3 separate regions of the Mus musculus genome follow, and regions 1 and 2 are each linked to region 3. Evidence: chromatin contacts called from public Hi-C data. All regions are on one chromosome and are shown on one strand. The core of a region is the stretch at or near the end of the contact, and the rest is flanking DNA. Distances in the headings are between cores, read along the strand shown.

Evidence for each region. Hi-C and Micro-C count contacts between places; a contact is called where the count stands out from the background.
Region 1: a contact with region 3 is called in a Hi-C map of embryonic stem cells, with 25 times the contacts expected there. The contact joins the promoter of Bmi1 here to the promoter of 4930412O13Rik in region 3. A contact is called at or near these places in 4 of 39 promoter capture datasets (cranial neural crest, embryonic stem cells, maxillary cranial neural crest and 1 more), 10 of 484 Hi-C or Micro-C datasets (CD4 T cells, embryonic stem cells, gonadal supporting cells and 1 more) and 1 of 115 datasets of contacts at active chromatin or transcription factors (embryonic stem cells).
Region 2: a contact with region 3 is called in a Hi-C map of embryonic stem cells, with 14 times the contacts expected there. The contact joins the promoter of Skida1 here to the promoter of 4930412O13Rik in region 3. A contact is called at or near these places in 2 of 39 promoter capture datasets (cranial neural crest and embryonic stem cells) and 7 of 484 Hi-C or Micro-C datasets (all in embryonic stem cells).

The regions. Positions count from the first base shown.
Region 1 is chr2:18,675,494-18,678,299 of GRCm38.p6, reverse strand. It overlaps Bmi1 (Bmi1 polycomb ring finger oncogene), which reads right to left and starts at 1,282. Exons shown (of 10, transcript NM_007552.4): 1 at 831-1,282. It overlaps Commd3 (COMM domain containing 3), which reads right to left. Exons shown (of 8, transcript NM_147778.4): 8 at 2,069-2,433. The coding sequence ends at 2,374.
Region 2 is chr2:18,046,890-18,049,701 of GRCm38.p6, reverse strand. Skida1 (SKI/DACH domain containing 1) reads left to right here and starts at 1,253. Exons shown (of 1, transcript NM_028317.3): 1 at 1,253-2,812. The coding sequence starts at 1,363.
Region 3 is chr2:9,879,828-9,882,662 of GRCm38.p6, reverse strand. 4930412O13Rik (RIKEN cDNA 4930412O13 gene) reads right to left here and starts at 1,417. Exons shown (of 5, transcript NR_024257.1): 1 at 984-1,417; 2 at 722-897; 3 at 1-120. It also overlaps a transcript of Gata3 not described here.

The DNA.
Region 1 (2,806 bases), core at 33-2,532, 8.8 Mb before region 3:
GGTGAGAGTGGAGAGAGAAAGGGCGCTCAGCAAGGCTAACGTACAGTCACCGGCTTCACTCCAAAACAAAGCTCAAATTTTAAATGCCCACCTCCTTGAGAGCTCGCCCCAAGTACGTATGGAACCCCTGTCCTCGACTCCCAACAAATACCACCTTGAAAACTTTACCCTTTCCAACACAAATGCACAAGACCTTGGAAACAACTGGGAACCGCCATCTTACCAGCCATCCAATTTCACACAAGTGTCCCTCCAACTTAAGTTAATAACATTTTTGTCGGGGCTCCCCCCAGCCTAACACCCACCTCGTCGGGATCGCTGTTCCCCACAGTACCCATCCCTATAAAATGGGGGCGTTCCCTGGAGGTTCAAAGACCTCCAGAGCCCTTTCTTCGGGAGAGGAGGGAAGCCACTGGACCCAGGCAGCGCCCGATCTCGGGATCCCGTCCCCGTTTCAGCAAAGTCTACCTCTCAACAAAGGGCGCAGCGGCCGCGGGAGCCGCGCAGGCTGGAGACACAAGTGCCGCTCTCGGGGACCATGTGCGGCGCGAGGGTGCCGAGGGGCGCTCGGGGGAGCGGGGAACTAAAACGTGGGGCGGCGCGGCGCGGCCGGGCGCGGGCGGCGGCCGGAGCGGCTGGAGCGCGGTCAGGCGGCGCTGGTGCGGGCTGCGGGGCGTCCGGCGCCGCGGGAGGCGGCGGGCGCGCGGGCGCGGGCGCGGGGCGCGGGCCGGTTGCCCACGCTGTCAGCGCCTCCGCCCCCCCCCCTCCACGCCGCCCCGACCCCCACCAGTCCCCGGCCACGGCCCGTCGGCGCCTCGCCTCCTACGTACCCGGAAAGAGCGGCCGGCGCGAGGCGATCTGAGCGGGCGGAAAAGACAATGAAAGTTAAAAGTCGTTCAGCATAAAATGAATGCGAGCCAAGCGGCCATCTTGGAGCGAGCCGCCGCCGCCGCTGTCAATGGGCACCGAGCGCGGCCGAGAGCAGCCACGGCCGCCGCGCTCCGCTCATGCCGCTCCCCCGCCGGCCTCCTGCTCGCGCGCTGCGGCCTCCTCCTCCCGCGCGGCCTCCTCCGCCTCCGCGCGGCCTCCGCCGCCGCCTCCTCGGGGCCTCTCCTCCTCCTCGGCGCAGCCGCCGCCTCCCGGCCGCGCTCGGGGGAGGGCGCGCAGAGGGGCCGAGCCGTATTATTCTGCGGGGCCGGGAGGTGTTGCTAAGCCTGCGCGGGGCTCCCTCGCCAACCTCCCCATTGTCTCTCCCGATCTCTGCCTTTAATACTACGATTATGATTTCAGACTCGCGTGGGGGAGGCGGGCTGGCGGGCGGGCGGGGGGCGCCGAGTGTGCTTGCGGGCCGGGTGGCGGGGGAGGGGAGGGAGGACCAGGAGGGGGAGGGGAGGGTGGAAAAAAATGCACGGCTGAAGGCAGAGTGGAAACTGACACCGGCTCCAAAATGGCTCGGAGTCCGCCCGCCCCCTCCCCCGCCCCCCGCCGGGTCACGTGCTCCCCTCATTCCTTAAGGGCGGCCTGGGAATTAGTGTCGGTGTAGTCGGGCCCGTGGCCGCCCCCTCCCCTCGCAGCGCGCCGCGAGCCGCGCGCCCAGCCCCCTCCCCTCCCCGCGCAGCGCGCCGGGGCCGCGACGGAGGCATTTCTCCACAGCGCCACACGCCGCTCTCCCGGCGCGGCCCGCTCGGCCCCGCACGCCGCCCCGCCCCCCACCATGTCTCCTGCTTCTGGCGCACACGTCCGCGGGGCCCGCCGCCGGGGGCGCCCGGCCGCTGCCCCGGCTCGGCCCTGCCGAACCTGCGCCGGATCGGGCCCGCGGAAACAACAGCGGCCGCCCCGCCCGCTGGCGGCCGGGAAGAGGCGCGCGCGGGCAGCGGCCGGGCTGGCTCCGCTCGCGGGGTCGGGCGGGCCGGGCGCAGGTAACGGGCGGGCCGGGCAGCGAGCACGGCCCGGCCGCACACCTTTCCCGAAACACTTAACCTGGGGCAAGGCAGGCGTCCGAGCCCACGCAGGGCAGATGTGCTTGGCACACTCAGTCGTCAAAGTCACACACAAACTCCAAACAGAATGCCGCCCTTCTTGTGGGAATACCACCGTATTTATTCAGGGTACGATACTTTAATAGGGCTTGAAGACGCTCAAGATAGAAGGAACGCAAGAGTAATACTGAAAATCCAGATGCTTAAGAGTCTCCCTCTTAACCATTTCACATGTGTAAAAAAAGTGTCAAAATTGATGGTTGGCATCACTTCAAAAGGGTGCTAGCTCTTTTTCCACTGAAAATGACATCCAGCTCGCGCGAACGATGGTCCAGCAGGAGACAAGGCGCGTCTGGTTTTCCTCTAGGCTCCTGGGGTCATCAGCCTCCCCAAATTACAACTGAGTTGCTCTTTCCAGGCTTTTTGAAGCATCCTTAAGTTTCCCCACCAAGTCCTAAAAGATGTACAATCATGTCACAACTTGGGCATACAAGTGAGGAAGCAGCAACTCTGAAGCAGCTGCAAGAACACAGTCGGAAGGAAGAACACCTAAGGAGTCCACGGGAGCTCAACAGCTCGCAAAGCCCTTTGGAAAAGAAGCGCTTCTTCTGCTGGATCTGGTCCTCCAATCAGGTATTCAAGTTCTAGTTAAAAGGGAATTTCTAACAGAATTTTTGCAGGCTGAGAATATCTAAATTATCTCTCAACTTCTCTAAGGAAGGTTATGATTCACACACATTTTCTGTTTAAAGTTTCGCTAATATTTACTCTAAAGTGACTACAGATGTCTTTGGAACATTTAATTTCATTCAAATTTTCAGGAATGA
Region 2 (2,812 bases), core at 4-2,503, 8.2 Mb before region 3:
TCCCTGGAATTCGGACCTGTGGACAAGCTTCCAGCTCAGGCCGGTGCTGGGCACTCTAGAATGACCTCACCTCTACTCCAGGCTAGTTAATGGTGAAAAGTGTACTCATCTCTGGCTTATCTGTGCTTTGTTATGGGCCTGACGAGAAACTACCTTCCCCCTGCCCCACTCCTCAGCAAAGAAGCGAAATCCAATTGAATTGTTACATGTTCCTGAGGTGGAGCCTCGAACTGCTTTCTTGGTCAAATAACTTTGTTTCTGGTTGTAAAAGGCATGGGGGGTGGGGGGACTCGAGAGAAATTGCCAACGTAAGTCTGTACTGGGCTGGGTCACCTCAGGGTTTAACTTTAGAGCTCCCAGCCAGTCTCCTCCACTCCCAGAAGGGAAATACCAGGCTATTCTGCACGTTTTCCCTTAAGCTTCATTTTCCAAAGAAAAGAAGGGTGGGGTATATCTATTTGAGCTTGATAATGTTTTTTAAATGCTTTCCTTTGAAACGATAATAGCTGTATCGGTAAAATGCAAATAAAGCAAAAATAGGCAGTATTTCTTTAAAGGGGAATATACGGTTCTCTCTCTCTCTCTCTCTCTCTCTCTCTCTCTCTCTCTCTCTCTCTCTCTCTCTCTCTCTCGTACATACACTGCTTCTGATGAAGTCTGTGAGTCAGGCTGTTTCTGAGCTCCGATAGTTTAATGGAAAGATTTATATACCGGCTGTATTATTTACTTTGGGAGGGGAGGTGGCAGTATAAGGGTATGCTAATTAGTAGGAGATTTTGGGGGGAAGGGGTGGAATATCAATTTTTATTGCATCACCTGTCAGGAGTGTCCAATCAGCGTTGGCTTTAGGGGAATTAATTGATGAAGGTGTCTCCGGACGAGCTCACTTCACTCTGTCATTTTATTTGTAGCTAAAGCAGCGGCGGGAATAGCAGCTGCATTTCTTTTCTCTTTCTCCCTTCACATTCCATTATCATAGTGCTCCAATGGAGAAGGAAGGAGTAGCGGGGCCCAGGTACTGATCCGCATCGAGGACTCAGACCAACACACTGGCAGAGCTGAAACCGGATGGTCTTTTCCCTCTTTTTTAAAAAAACGAAAACCAAAAAAAAAAAAAAAAAAAAAAAAAGCGAGAATCAAGTCAGTGTAATTTCTTGGGGTTTTTCTTCCCCCCCCCCAACCCCCCAGTAATTCGCCTAGAGTTTGGCACTCCCTTCGCCGGGAATAACAGTCTTTGTTATTTTATTAGCAGGATGCCTTGAGACACACGCAGCATCTGGCGGAGGATTAACATACATACATGTGTATGTATGCGTCACGTATATATTTACTGCAAATGGTGGGGATCATTTAGTGCCCGAGATGGGAGACCTGAAGTCAGGTTTCGAAGAGGTGGATGGCGTGAGGCTCGGCTACCTCATCATTAAAGGGAAGCAAATGTTTGCTCTCTCCCAAGTCTTCACAGATCTGCTGAAAAACATCCCGAGGACGACCGTGCACAAGCGCATGGATCATCTGAAAGTGAAAAAGCACCACTGCGATCTGGAGGAGTTGCGGAAACTCAAAGCAATCAACAGTATCGCCTTCCACGCGGCCAAATGCACGCTCATCTCCCGGGAAGACGTAGAAGCGCTCTACACATCCTGCAAAACCGAGCGTGTGCTCAAGACCAAGCGAAGGAGAGTCGGTCGGGCCCTGGCCACAAAGGCGCCGCCGCCAGAGCGCGCCGCCGCCGCCAGCCCCCGCCCGGCTTTTTGGAAGGACAAGCACCAACTTTGGCGGGGCCTGAGCGGAGCCGCGCGGCCCCTGCCAATCAGCGCGCAGTCCCAGCGTCCGGGCGCCGCCGCCGCGCGCCCCGCCGCCCATCTACCTCAGATTTTTAGCAAATACCCGGGCTCCCACTACCCGGAGATCGTTCGCTCGCCTTGCAAATCCTCTTTAAACTATGAAACTGCCCAGCTCCAGGGAAACTACGTCGCCTTCCACTCGGACCCCGCTTATTTTCGGAGCCTGCTGTGCAGCAAGCACCCGGCTGCAGCCGCCGCCGCCGCCGCCGCCGCTGCTGCTGCCGCCGCCGCCGCCGCCTACTACCAGACTGCCGGGCCTCAGCCCAAGGCGGCGACCGGCGCGGGAGGCCCAGTGAGCCTGACTTACCGCTGCAAGCGCAAGCGCGGGGGCGCCAAGAACTGCCTGCTCCCGCCTCACGCCGGAGCCCGGCGCCTGCTGCTGCTGCCCAGATCCTACAAAGCCAAGGCGGCGGCGGCGGCAGCAGCGGCGGCTGCTGCTGCGGCGGCGGCGGCCGGGGCCACTTGCTTGGAGAGGTTTCATCTGGTCAACAGCTTCTGCCCGCCTCCCCACCACCACCATCACCATCACCACCATCATCATCACCATCACCACCGAGCCCAGCAGCCAACGCCGAGTCACCACCCCTCTCATCACCACCGGCCGCAACCCCATCTAGGAAGCTTTCCCGAGAGTTGTAGCAGCGACTCCGAGTCCAGCTCCTACTCCGACCATGCAGCCAATGACTCGGATTTTGGCTCCAGTTTGTCCAGCTCCAGCAACTCGGTGTCCTCAGAGGAAGAGGAGGAGGAAGGAGAGGAGGAGGAGGAAGAGGAGGAGGAGGAAGAGGGGGGCAGCGGGGCCTCGGATTCCAGTGAAATCAGCTCGGAGGAGGAGGATTCTTCCACCGAGTCAGACTCCAGCTCCGGGTCCAGCCAAGTGTCAGTGCAGAGCATCCGTTTCAGGCGCACCAGCTTCTGCAAGCCTCCCAGCGTGCAGGCGCAGGCCAACTTCTTGTACCATCTGG
Region 3 (2,835 bases), core at 168-2,667:
CCCTTCAGGTTCCGGGCTTCACTTCAGTCGGTAACCGCGCCATCAGATCCGCCCAGGCCGGCGCCTTGGCTCCGGGAGGAGGGACAAGGCAGCACGCCCCGCTCCGCTTCGTTTTCCAGCCTGCAAACATTTGCTGCCTCTAGGAGAATCCTACTATTCCGCTTGCGCTCGGCGTGCAAAGTCCCTAAGTAAACACGCTCAAATGACAGCCCTAGGCATTCCGAGGCACGCTTTCTACCCCTGCCCAGGATTAGTAACTATAGTACTTCGACCCCCGGGGTTTGGCTTTGCAGGTCACTCTCTGGAGGGCTGCGCTCAACAACCCCCCCACCCCCGCGACCCCCAAAGTAGCATCTTTTCGCATCTCGGCCCCGCGGAGCTCGCCTGGTCTCTCTCGGAGTCAGGTTCGGGTTGTTGACTCTGGGTGGATTTCTACCTTCTGGGTCCATGGCCCCAAGTGATGAGGCCCAATCACTCGCTAAACCTTTTTTTTCAATCAGGGCTTCCAAATTCTGAAGGGGACCGGTTGTGTCTACTTCTAGAGGGATGGGGTCGCCCTAGTGAAGGCGAGTGGGAGGGACCTGAGGATGGGCAAGTGTGTGTGTGTGTGTGTGTGTGTGTGTGTGTGTGTGTGTAGGGGGGTGAGGGGTGTCTCAGCTTACTCCACGCATAGAGTAAGTCAGATCCATTTCTTACCCTTTCCCCAAGAGGGCACACATACCCTGCTCAACTTGACGCCTCCAGCAGCAGCCTCAAGGCCTGGGTTTTCAGATAGGCCAAATTGACTCCGGCTATCCAAGTACAACAGCCCCAGATCCCGGTTCTAGCTGAGCCTTTGCCTGCTCCGCTCCAGATGCTGAGTCCCCAGGGAACCGTAGCGTTCGTCAGCCCCTTACCCTATAGAGAGAGGCCTCATGAACTGCAGGAGCCAAAGACTCCAGGCAGCAGCGGCAACAGCATTCTCCTTGATGGCTTTCTCTTGCCTTTCCCCCAGCTCCGCCAGATGCTCCAGGGGAAGAAGGGGAATGCGGTACACCGAGCCAGACCCGGTGTGCCTTGGGGTTGTGGTGGTGGTGGCACCCCAGGTCTTTAAGGGGGCACCCAGACGTCCCTTAACGAGGCCCGGATCAGCTTTGTAGCTCTCTGGAACTGAAGGATTGGGACCACCTTTCCCTCCGGCCTCAAGCCCCCTCCCCTCCCCCACCACCCGCCAAGGGAAGAGGAAGCCCGGCCTGCATTTGCGAGCAAGGCGGGTCAGACCGGCGCCTGTCCTGGCCCAGACCCCCGGAGTCCAGCTCTCCGCCTCAGGCCACGCGCCGCAGCCTCTCCGGACTCGATCCCTTCCCCCTTCTTCCCGGTGGGTCTCGGAGCCGACCTCGGCCCTCCCTCTCCGGTATCCCCCTCCTCTCTTTTTCCCTCCCCCTCCCCTGCTCTGTGTTTCTGACTCTGGGGCCGGCCCGTGACGTCAAACCCAGTGTGGCGTCGGCGAGACTGGCCGGCGCGGGCCATCAAAAGAGCAACGTCCTCTTTCCCAATTACCCACTGTCAGTCCGGGAACAGGGGCGGACCGGCTGGGAATTACATGTTAAATACCCCCTACAGGCTGGATCCAGTGCCCGGGGCGCCTAGCCTCAGGCCCCCTACCCCTCTCTGCCAACCCTAAACTACCTCAGACCTGGAGGGGCCTATTAGATATTTTGTTTTTCCAAGGGAGGGGAGTGTCTTTGCATCCAGTCTAGCTCCTCTGGTGATTGAATTAAGACGAATAATCCTCTCCATCCCCACTACTACATCTATTAGAGAGGCGCCCCTACTAGGGAAGCCATCCTTTTCAGAAGTATATTCTTTTTCAGTCTTTAAAAATACGTTCTAAGCCGTATAGACTAACATGTTCAGTTCTTGGCGTCAGCAGCTTTCTTTCTTGTCTCCAGAAGGATTTCTTTTGCGCATTAAAAAAATTATTATTATTATCATCTACATCTCGGTGCCCGGGACCAAAGAGATATGCTTACTCGAGACTTTTCTCGAAGCTGTGAACTAGGGACTGGCTGACTGATGCCTTATACAACTCATGAGTGATACAGCAATAGTATTTTTCCCTTTTAAACTCTCATTCTAGATCTTAATCCCGGGCCTTTTAGCAAAAATGTGTGTGCGGTCTTCTCTGCTTGTTTATGGAATGGTTTCCGGTGAATGTTAGACAGCAACTAAATAATTAAAAGGTTTTGAGAGCGCCGTGAGCTGGAAGAGATGCTGGCAGCTTGATTGGCCCAGGAGAGATGGGTTGGTCAAAGAGTGAAAGTAAAAAAATCGATATTCTAAGACTGGGCCGCCCTCATAAACGTGGGACCAAGGGGTGCAGGGTGAACTCAGAAGGGAGGGAAGACTCGTTTTTAAAAAAAAGGTATCTTCGTAATTTGTATTTAGAAATTCAGCCTTGATTTCAGTCAAAGATCAGATGTAAAAGGGGGGGGGGTGTCAGGAGAAGCTCCAAACCCAAGCCCGCAGGGCACATTTCTAAATAAATTTTGTCTTCTTCAAGGGTTGTATTGTAAAAAGAACGCACCTTCCCTCTCCCCGCACTCCACTGGCTTCAAGGTAGATATTGATGGCTTTTCTCCACAGTAGAATAGAAGAAGTTACTTGGAACTTTTAAGAAAGGGCTTGTCGGGAATCCAAGTTTTGAATAAGTGGGAAATATTATGGGGTAAAGAAATGAAGAGGGGATGACGCCTTCAGTTCCAGTAACCCTCTAAAGCCAAGCTCTCTGCCCTGGAGGGTGGAATGGGAACACCTCTTACACTGCCCTGGGGTGCACCCGAAGTCTCTTTCGGA